2 separate regions of the Gossypium raimondii genome follow, and region 2 is linked to region 1. The links are chromatin contacts, called in public Hi-C maps. All regions are on one chromosome and are shown on one strand. The core of a region is the stretch at or near the end of the contact, and the rest is flanking DNA. Distances in the headings are between cores, read along the strand shown. Region 1 holds the start of LOC105779301. Region 2 holds the start of LOC105780265 (chaperone protein dnaJ 16).

The links. A called contact is a pair of places that touch in the nucleus more often than the background predicts.
Region 2: a contact with region 1 is called in a Hi-C map of leaf, with 4 times the contacts expected there. The contact joins the promoter of LOC105780265 here to the promoter of LOC105779301 in region 1. A contact is called at or near these places in 2 of 2 Hi-C or Micro-C datasets (both in leaf).

What each region holds. Positions count from the first base shown.
Region 1 is chr4:6,882,119-6,887,667 of ASM2569854v1, reverse strand. It overlaps LOC105779301, which reads right to left and starts at 2,581. Exons shown (of 13, transcript XM_012603056.2): 1 at 2,237-2,581; 2 at 1,306-1,415; 3 at 1,096-1,206; 4 at 930-987. The coding sequence starts at 2,399.
Region 2 is chr4:7,048,803-7,054,351 of ASM2569854v1, reverse strand. LOC105780265 (chaperone protein dnaJ 16) reads left to right here and starts at 3,314. Exons shown (of 13, transcript XM_052629312.1): 1 at 3,314-3,385; 2 at 3,816-3,959; 3 at 4,764-4,887; 4 at 5,533-5,549. The coding sequence starts at 3,820. It overlaps TRNAQ-UUG (transfer RNA glutamine (anticodon UUG)), which reads right to left and starts at 2,957; the gene lies at 2,886-2,957.

The DNA of each region.
Region 1 (5,549 bases), core at 1,332-3,831:
AAGGCACTTTAAAATGCATTAATTTAATGTAACAATAGTTAAGCATATTTATATTATTTCTGGCCTTCGATATTTTTCATCCAAATTCAAAGAATTTTGACATTTAAAATTTTCTGTAACCAAACAAGATAATTTTATTTTTAAAATTTTAGAAATTCTCTTTAATGAGATCCCTCCTCGAGCTCAAGCTTCCAAAGCACTATAAGTGAATTGATCTTCATACCACTTTAGGCCACCAACAATGTACAGAGGGAGTGCACACCAAGCACTAAAAATGAGGACATATCATGACCTAAAAGCATCAACAATTTGATAGGTATCTTATTTTAAACTGCCATTAACAAAAGAAAAATGTAGCTGCCCCTCAGTCAAAGTAGAATAATAACTGCTTCCATTGAAATCCAGCATTTTATGGGTTTAGTAGTAAAGCAAGGATCCAATAGAAATTGCCAAATGTGCCAGCAGCAAGTTACCCTGCCTTAAGGAAGCGATGTCTTTTAGACATGGATAAGGAATCAAAAACAGCTAAGACATACAGAAGATCAAGAAACCCGTTGGCTTATACCAATATCAAGCATGCCAATTTGTTCATCAGCTCAAACAAGTTGGTTCCATATAAATCAAAAGAAATTCTTTAATACATTTGTGATTAATTTCTCAGTAAACATAAACTCATTTTTGAAAGAGAAATTCTGCTGTGTTTTGCCTGATTTCTCAGCATCAGATTCTCAACTTCCACAACCCACCTAGCTAAGCATTCCAACAACACTTTAAAAAATGACTGATTGACTACTGCTAATCCCCAAAAGGCTGATTTTAAGTTCAAAAACAGATAAGTTGGCTTCTGAACTCCACAAGTATCCAGAAACAATGCACAAGAGAATAACCAGAAGTGACTGAGAAGAAAAAAAAGGAATAAAATCCCTTGCCTTGAGCCATTCTTCTTTCCAGCATTGATAATTGGCAAAGTATCTTCTTATTCGGGCCCTATATGATACAGAATCAATACATACAATTAACTGATATGAACTATAAAGAAAGCATAATAACTAAAAACACACACTTAAAAGTAAAAACTCCAATGTGGATTCTAACCTTGCTTAGTGCAAGATTAAAGCAGTTCTTTGCTGAAGTTAAATCTCCCTTCTTCCAAATGCAGTTACCCAAACAAAGCCAAGCATCTCCAAGAGATGGATTCAGTTTAACCTGGAGAAGAAAAAATATTAGATAAAAAGCATAAGCCTTATTCAGAGCCAAGCATTATAGCAAGCCATAAAAACAAGAGAACACTCTGTTCCTGCTTACTGCTTTTGAAAGATGATCCTCTGCTTCCTTCCTATAGTCAGGCACTACATCTAATATCTTCCCTCGTAGATACTCATATGCTGCACGCCGTGCAGGTAATTTTCTTTGTTCTGTAGTAAAAGATGTTTACTTAAATGTTTTAATGAGCCAAAAAAGATTGATATAAACATAAGGCTAAAAAAGAAAATATGAGAATTTCTTGTCCCATTTCTGTTTGTAATTCAATGGTGCTGTTGCACATCAGCAGATTATATCCAACATGATAAAAATATATATAAGAACACCAATCTAACAGAAATATATAGGTTGAAGTACGCATTCACTCCCTTCACCATTTTAATTTGACCATTTAGACTCTCTCAGTCAATATTAACGAATTTAATCCTTACACTATCATTAAAAGTTACTTTAAAGACAATTGAGAAAAACTCTACTGTTAATTTGGATAATGCAGCATTTCGGTCATGGCGTGGCATGACAAAATGGTTAATCATCTATATCGATTTATATATATACATGTACACTTCTATAAAATCCTATAACAAGTTTCATGATAGTTTGATGTCGCGAGTCAAAGTAACAAAAAAAAAATTATAAGAGCGCAAGTATTAAACTCAATAAAAATTGGAGCACAAGCATCAAGTAAAACATCCAGTTAAAATAGTTTAGAGTTAGTAGAAGTGCCAAATTCTGACATTTTAGACCGAAACATTTGTATAAATTTCTAGTAATAGGCATTTAAGTCTTCACAGTGTTCTCAAGCAATAAGCTTCAAATCCGCATTCAATGCAGAGTTGTTGTAATCGCAGAGGGATGGCAGCGACAAATTAATAAAGCAACAAATTTGATAGCATAAATAAAAAGTAGAACCCAAACCATTTGGTTGCAAGCAAGAAGAAAAAAAAATGAACAGTATGATTAGGGAAAATACCAGCAGGAATGGAATCGAGGAGATTGAGAGCGAGATCGGATTCGTGTTGCAGTTTAGAGGTTTTATCATCGGCGTTTTGAGGGAAAAAAGTGTCTCTAATCTCGTACAAATCATCAGCTACTTTTGTGGCTTTTGCCCATACATCCTCTTCTTCTGCTGCCATGTTACTTCGCCGGCAAAGGGAAAGGGAGGAAGTTGGCAAAATGAAAACAAAGCCCGAACCCCTCTAATTCCAGCCCTGGGCTCCAAACAGTTTCATTTCTGATTAAGCCTCGTGCAGGACTCATCAATTCTCTAGTGATACGCTCCAAAACGGCACCGGCTAAGCTCGATGAAAACAATCCGTTTATTTTCGTACTCCATTTTAACTCTTACCCTGGGTGGTTTGAGCTCAATTTAATTGGCTTTTCAAAAACTAATCTGGACAAGTTTGTCCTTTACTCATATTAATTATAATTTTTTTGGTTGAATAGAAGGAAAGCTAACTACGTAGCATATGTAGGCCTAGAATCAGTGCCTAACAAAGTAACGAGCACAGTTGTTGGAGCTGTATGAACCTGCAATCCTTGATCCTAGTGTCACGGGGCTAGATCGAACTGCGGCTCGTGACACTAGGATCTTGTAAGAATTGTGAATGCATGTGTAGCAATGTTGGACTCTCTATAAATGTGAGTAACATGGACTGTCCAATTCCTATGTTGAATTTCCTTGATGCACGAGGTCAACGCGTAGTTCCCATAGCTGTCATCTTCACTGGTACAAGCGTGGACAACTACTTTGCTATCACTTTCGAGAAGAACATGGTTGGCACCTTTGGACCAAAGTAGCTGCAAACCATCAAAAATCGTCCACAGTTCCGTCACAACCGCAATACAACTATCGATGTTCCTTCCATAGCCTATAACCCATTTACCATGCTGATCTCTAGCCACCTCCACTGCTGAAGCAAGATTCAAATTGGACCAACAACTACCATCGATATTTAGCTTGACCCAATTCACTAGTGGAGCTTGCCATCTGTTTTGACAAGTCCTACCATTTGGAATTGGAACTTCCCCTTCACTGATATTTAAAGTCCAAAACCAACAGGTTCTCAGAAAAGAAAAGAGTTCAAGATGTAGCCCATTGAAAATCAATGAATTCCTTTGCTTCCATAGTCTCCAAATAACCATTCCAAAGAGCGTTGGCCAGTAGGCATTGTGAAAATGAAAGTCGAAACCGTTTTGTAAATTCATACAGATCCATTAAGAGAGAGATGTATTGAAAAACGAAGATGGTACCTGAGAGGAAAGAACCTATAGCCACACCCTCCAAGCTTATTGATAGTTTCGTAGGATATGCAGAACAGTTTCCTCAATTGTAACACAAACACAACATGATGGATCATCTGTGAAACCATGCTTCCGTCTTTCCTCATTTGTAAGTAATTTGCCTTTAAGAACCAGCCATAGGAACTGCTTGATTCATTGGGGACCTTAAAAATCCCAAACCCTAGTCCATATGTGACACCTTATATCCGACCTAGTTAGAGGATCTGAATATAAAATGTCACATTCAAATGCCGAAACAACTTATTTTACTATTTCACTTTATTGGAATGGTAGTGTAGTGGTAAAAAAAATTTTAAATTTCAGCAACATGTCTGCTTATTTTAAGTAAAAACCCCTAGAAAATTTAAATGTCACAATATATTCATATTCAAATCATCTCCCAAATCAATAACACATCGATATTCCGAAACATACCGCAGACTAAGCATATCACATTAAAGCCATTTAATTAACTAATAATATTATGGTTATAGCAACCAAAAGTTATTTTTTTATGTCACAAATACATATTTATAGCCAGACGACTTTACTAAAAACCAAGTACATGCCAACTTGAAACAAAACAAAATATACGAACTTTGTTGAGCCTAGGATTTGTCGGTTAGATGTTTATGACTCTGAGTACAAAATCTCAAAATACACTTAGCCTGCATATGAAAATAAGACCATTTGGTGAGTATTAATTTCAAATGGCATTACTATACCTTACTCAATATAGCATGAAATTTAAATAATTGGACTCAGTTGATTTATTTCTTCTTTAGATCAATTCAAGTATGTTTCATTTCAAAGTTTATCCAAAACATTAATATACACATGTATCCCAAACAAACCAAGTGCGATATTTTAACTAACCAATCTATTTTAACAAACTTATTAACACTTTTTGCTAACGACATATGCAACCTTATTCGATTTTGTCTCATTTTGTCATATTACATTACATTACCAATTTATATCAAACCATTCTTTCTGTTCAATATTGATGTTCGCTAATACATAGCTCGGATCCGAACTAATTTGCAGATCCTATTAATACTATAATTCGTTACCCAGTTCCTCATCAATACATCCCGAACTAAACAAATTGTGCCCAGTACTCATCAATTAATCCAAAGCAATAATCGTGCCCAGCACTCGGCGATATGTCTGATGGTTAGTGCGCCAGGCGCTCATTGACCTATAATCGAAGTAATTTTATATCGGTACATCCGACATAAACAATTTGTGCCTTGCATTCATCGGCTCAGCCAAAGTAGTAATTGTGAAAGCCACAGTTGGGACGTTCGAAGGAAAATGCGCCTAGATCTCATTGACTTATAGTCAAAGCAATTATTATTACTATTATTTTGCTCGATTCTATAACTCAATAATTATTCTCAACTTTGCCCAACAATTACTACAACAACCCATAGTCTAATTTCATTCTTAGTTCAGTTTCCATTCTATTGATCTCAAGAAAAACTCTTCCGTTGAATGTCATTTCATATAAAATATGGCATGATTTGTCTCATGTTCAAGCCAAATGTGCAACTTTACTAAATTATACTATTTCAAATTTTTATACAATTTAACTCTTTATCACAATAACCAATCTCGATATTGTATTTCTAGTCAGACACTCATGCGTAACTTCCTTCGTTTTTCAAAATTTACCTAACAATGAAATTAAAAGGAAAAATAAATAATAAGTTGAGTTATGGTGATACTTAATTTGCTTCGTTTAACCGATAAGACACTAGGTGTCAACTTATTTTAATGTTGGGCGCAATTATTTGCTTTGGATTTATCTGATGAGGCACTAGGTGCCAAACTGATGTGTTGGTTGGATCTGTGTATCCGTCTAAGTTTGAGTCGTATTAATAGGGAAAGTAAATGGTAAACTTGCATTATTGAAATTGAAATGGCAAATGATGTTGAAGTGGAAATGCTATTGAAATAGCAAATGACATGAAATGAAATATGTATTATAAGTCAAAAGA
Region 2 (5,549 bases), core at 2,065-4,564, 170 kb before region 1:
ATTTTTATATTTTTTCAATTGAATCAAATTTTACTCTAGACACATATTTTAGGATAAATTTTGTGTTTTTAGCTACACAAATTTTTATTAAAAAAAACACAATTTTAGCATACCCCATTATGAGGGTGAAAAATATGATATTTTAAAAGAATAATAAATTATAAGGTTAAAAATATGATATTTACATCTTTAAATTTGTTTTTGGTACCCACTAATTATAAGGTTAATAGGTCTATTGAGTTAATTAATCTCATTATAATTATATATGAATTATCATATACTTAGCTTTTAATATGTGTTAATTAATTGCCATTTCAAATTTAATAACAGTTAATTACAAACATAACAACCTTTGAGAGTTAATTGCATCATATTCTATATTAATCCTTAAATTTCAAAACATTCTAATTATATCCTTAATTTATTGATATTATATCAATCAAGTCCTTTCATTATTAAAATTGTTAACCGTTATCGACATGTCAAATATTATATGTCATAATTTAAAATGAAAATTTTAAATAAAAGTAAAATGTTGTCATATAACCTTTAAAAGTAAAACCAAAAACAAAAACAAAAAAGATCGAGCGAGTGAACAATAAAACTTTTGTAAAAGCTTCAAAAACTTCAACACCAAGATTTTAAAAATTATGTCACATGAGATATGATGTCTAGTTTAACAGTTAAATTAATGATTTTAGTAACAAAAGAACTTTATTGATATAACCTCAATAGTTTGAGGATTTAATTAGAATGTTTAAAGTTTGAAGACTACTTTAAAACGAAGATAATAGTTTAAGGATGTCTTCTATAATTAACTCTAACCTTTTAAATAACCATGTAATTAATTTTTGGGGTCAATAATCGTGTAATTTGCCTTTAAATGCCTAAATCTACAAATTATAACAATTAAGTCAACATCTACAAATTTTGCTTAACTGAATATTGCTATAAAAAATTGTATAAATATATCTTCTAGATATAATCATCAGCCCATTTTATAATTAATCAGTGAAATAAAATGTTCTTATTAATAACGATTTTTTATTTTTAGTCCTCCATCTATTTTAATAATTTTTCATTGTTTATTTCATTATTTCAATTTTCTTTATACTTTTATTCTTTTGTTCAAATGTTTTTCACGTTTTTAAAATTATTATATATATATTTTATAAATTACTCTATTATTATTTTATCAATTTTTTCATCTATCATTGAATAAATAAAACTATTGAATTTTGTTGACTAAGTCTTAGTTTAATTGGTATGGGTATTGTTGTCAATGCAGGAGAACATGGGTTCGAATGTGCTGAAACACATTATCTTTATATTTATGGGTTGGGAAGAGGCTATGGGTTGAGGAGAGGCTATGGGTAGTTTTAGGTATTATGTAAAAAAACTAAATATAATAAAAAACATATAATAAGATTATTAAAAAAAATTATATAACAAACCATTTTATGTTGTCGGCTATTAATTTCACAATTTTGCCATGTTTAAACTGAAGTGTAATATTTTTGAAGCAACATAATTTATTAATAATACATTTGTATATTTTAAAATGTGATGGATTAATATCTTAATAAATATAATTTTAATCATTTTAAATTTACTAGATTTTATTTAAATATTTTAAAATGTATTATTATGAGTTTATAAAATTAGTTCAACATTCATAAATATACTTCTTCCGTATATGTTAAAATCTTTGAGGATATTATAGATATATGGAAGTTCGACTTTGAAGACCAATAGTTATGGGTGCAATTGAATAGAACGTCCGATGAACCGTTCGTATAACGTTCGTTTACTAAGTTAAATAAGCGAGTATGAACAAAATTTTTATGTTGTTTAATAAACAAGCGAATACAAACAGATGTGTGTTCGGTTCGTTTATGTTCACGAATAAGCTCGTTTATTGGCTCATTTATGACTCGTTTATTTATTAATGATATTTTCTTATAAAAATATTGAAATAATATCTATGTGTATGTATTTATTTATTATATGTTTGTTTATTATTCATTAATATTTTTCGTGAACATGTTCAATTATATGTTCATGAACATGTTCATTTAATGTTTGTGAACATGTTCGATTAAGTTAAATGAACATGTTCGTGGATATTAAACAAACGAACATGAACTCACATGAATTTAAATAAACGAACACGAACAAAAAATTTGAAATTCTTAACGAACACAAACTGAATACGAACAAATTTAAAAATAAACAAACGAACATGAACAGAGGTTTGTTCGTTCAAACTTAGTTCATTTACAGCCTTACCAATAGCAACTATACTTGAAGATTAGATTGGTTTGGATCAAACAATTATATAATTATAGGTATAATCACAATTATAAATATAAATTATACACATTCAAATAATTATGAGGGAGGGATTCACTTATACAGTTTAAGACTTAAGTTGTTTTACACCATTGATAACTTTTATGCTATTAATATTTTAAGCATTCAATAGTTGAATTTGTTAAAATATTTGTACTTATCATGCATGCAAAATTTTTAATCGATTCGGTATCTCTATCATATCAATCTAAAATATTGTTTATATTAATATATATTTGATGACTGAAAGTCTTTTTTTATTTAGAATTTTTAATTTACATCAAACTTGACATGCATGATTTATATAACTAGAGCATGAAATATAACGGTCTAATTGTTAAAATATTAATCATAAAAAATTATGAAAAATAGAAAACCACATAAATTTTAGTCCGAATTATGATAAAATTAATAATCAATTTTCTTTTAAATATCACATTTTAAGGTAAAGTTTGTACCATTTTTCATAAGGTCATTTAAACACCAAAGTGTCATAAAATAATAATCTTTGATTTGCATTAATCAAACAAAAAAGGTCCTACCGGGAGTCGAACCCAGGTCGCTGGATTCAAAGTCCAGAGTGCTAACCACTACACCATAGAACCGGTGATGCTAAGAAAATATAAATTACAATTTAGAACCAAACTAGAGGAAACAAAAAGATTTTCAGTGGGAATAAGAATACTCTGCAAGTTAGTGATCGGATTATTCTAAATCATGCAACAAGATCATTATTCAGTATTTGGAATTGAGAGAACAAGATTCGGTAATTTATGTATTTATATATATTTTAATAAACTAATAATTTGGGCTATAAAAACTTCAACCTTTAATTATATTTGTAGATTATAATTAAAATATAAAATTAAACAATTTCCATGTTTTTTCAAAATCCCGCTTCAACGGGGAATGCAAATTATGCGCAATGCGCACCCACGTGCGCATCGATCCCTTCACACGTGCCAATGCAAGCAGATATGCGCTTGCAGACTGCAGACTGCAGTGCGCAGTGTGCAATCTCCATTCTGCAATGGTACTGTTCAGATAAACGCATAGCCATCGATTTTTGGTTTTTGAAAATATTTATAAACCAATGACGATATAGGTTGTCTCAAATTTAAATTTTAAAAATGAATATATTAAAATATTAACATTACACCTAATTAATTTCCCCTCCAATTTTCCTCCTCTTTCTTTCTCCTCTCTCTCTCAAACCTCCAGCTTGGAAGTCCCATGGAGTTTCCTTTTTCTATCTTCTCTTCTCTATGCACCTGAATCTTTCCTTTTTCGCTTCTTAACCCCCTAAAAAAGTCTCCTACTTTGTTGAAATGTGGTGGAGACATAAGGGAGTTAATTTCCATTCCGTTTTTGGAATTTAGTTGAAGGTTTTGGATTTCTAGGGTTTCTTACCTTAACATAGAACAGTATTCCGGTTAAGTTTTTTTGTTTGGTGGTGTTTATAGAAAAATGCCGCCACATCGATCCAAGTCGGAGAAAAACGACGGCATTGCGAAGCATCTTCGTCGAGATCCTTATGAGGTGCTTGGGGTCTTGAGAAACTCTACGGATCAGGAAATTAAGAGCGCGTACAGAAAAATGGCCCTCAAGTATGTTTAGTTTTTCTTACCTTTTTTTAAAATTTTTTTTTAAATTGTAAATTTTCGGTCTTTTTCCTTTATAAGTTTGAAGTTGTTCAAATGTTCGAATTCTTGGTATTTTTGTTAAGAGTTTTTAGTGATTACTTCAGGGTACATCAGAGTACACTAGTTTGAGGATATTGATAACCATGGTTAATTATAAGGTAAATTCACTTGCGTACATGGAGTATACCAAGTATTTAGGACCTGAATTGGGATGGCATTTTCGAACCATAACTGGAGATTTATGAGTGATTGGGGTTCGGTGTGATGGTTTGCCTTCCCAATGATAGTGTGTAGGACAGTCATTTATCAACATATAGCAATAGCTGTGGAGGACTTGGCCAAGCTTCAGATTTTTAGTGTTGGTATTTGCCAGTTAGACAACAGATTTTGCTTAGATCAGGTGTCCCATACCATGCTTGTGCAGGGATAGGCATTTGAAGCAGAATAACGCTGGCCTTTAGTGACTGGTTGGATATGTGGAATACTTGTCAAACAACAGATAAAACCATAACTAAAGTATCCAAATGATTGTTTCCAACATGTGTCCAAAGAATGGTTTATTTGCCCTGATGATGCTCCTTTCCAGCAAGCAGCTATGACAAATGAAATATGTGATTTGGGACATACAATGTATGGCATGGACTACTTTTCAGATAGGTTCACGTTGGACATCTCTTGACATTAAGCATATAAAGTTCTGGTTATACACCCAAAAAACTTGCTGTATTGAGGCGGCTGAGCTATAAATGCTAATCTTAGCTGTTTCAGGTACCATCCTGATAAGAATGGAAATGATCCTGTTGCAGCTGATATGTTCAAGGAGGTTACATTTTCTTATAATATATTGTCTGATCCGGATAAAAGACGCCAGTATGACACTGCTGGTTTTGAGGTAAGCTATACATGCATCTACTTTCTGAAGCATTATTTTGCCTGATGGTTATCTCTGATTTTCTTACTGTTGCATTCAGTGATGCCAAGAGCCCAAGGCACAATCTAGGTGCTAGAACCTTTATATTGCTTGAGGTTCAAGGTGTAAAAAAAGCCCTCCTGCATGAAGTTGGGAACAACAAGTATATATGTCTGTATATTTTTGTAGCTTGTGTATTTATAAAAAGAAAACTTAAGATATGTAATTATGAATATGAACTCTAACGAGTGGTATAAATTATCCCACAAACATGCTAGGTTTTCTTTTTCTTTTATTGGCCAATATGCATCTCATCATTCCCTTTTTTACTGGTAAAGATACAGTTAATTGAACACAATAAAAGTTAATTGTTAAAGAGAAATTCAGGCAGGCGGTCCTTTTCTGCCTAGCACCTTATAAAAAGTGTTAGGTGCATTTAGCATGCACTTCATCAAAGTGTCATTCATGGTTAAGGCACAGCACCTTAGCAACACTGGTTGCACTTGGAGGCTTTAGAGAATCCTGTTCTTCCACTTTTAAAACTGTTAAAGTTCCATCTTGCATGACAGAGCTTGATTTTATTGATAAAGCATTAAATTTAATTGATGACGTTCTTTCCTTGAATAGGCTGTTGAAGCTGATAA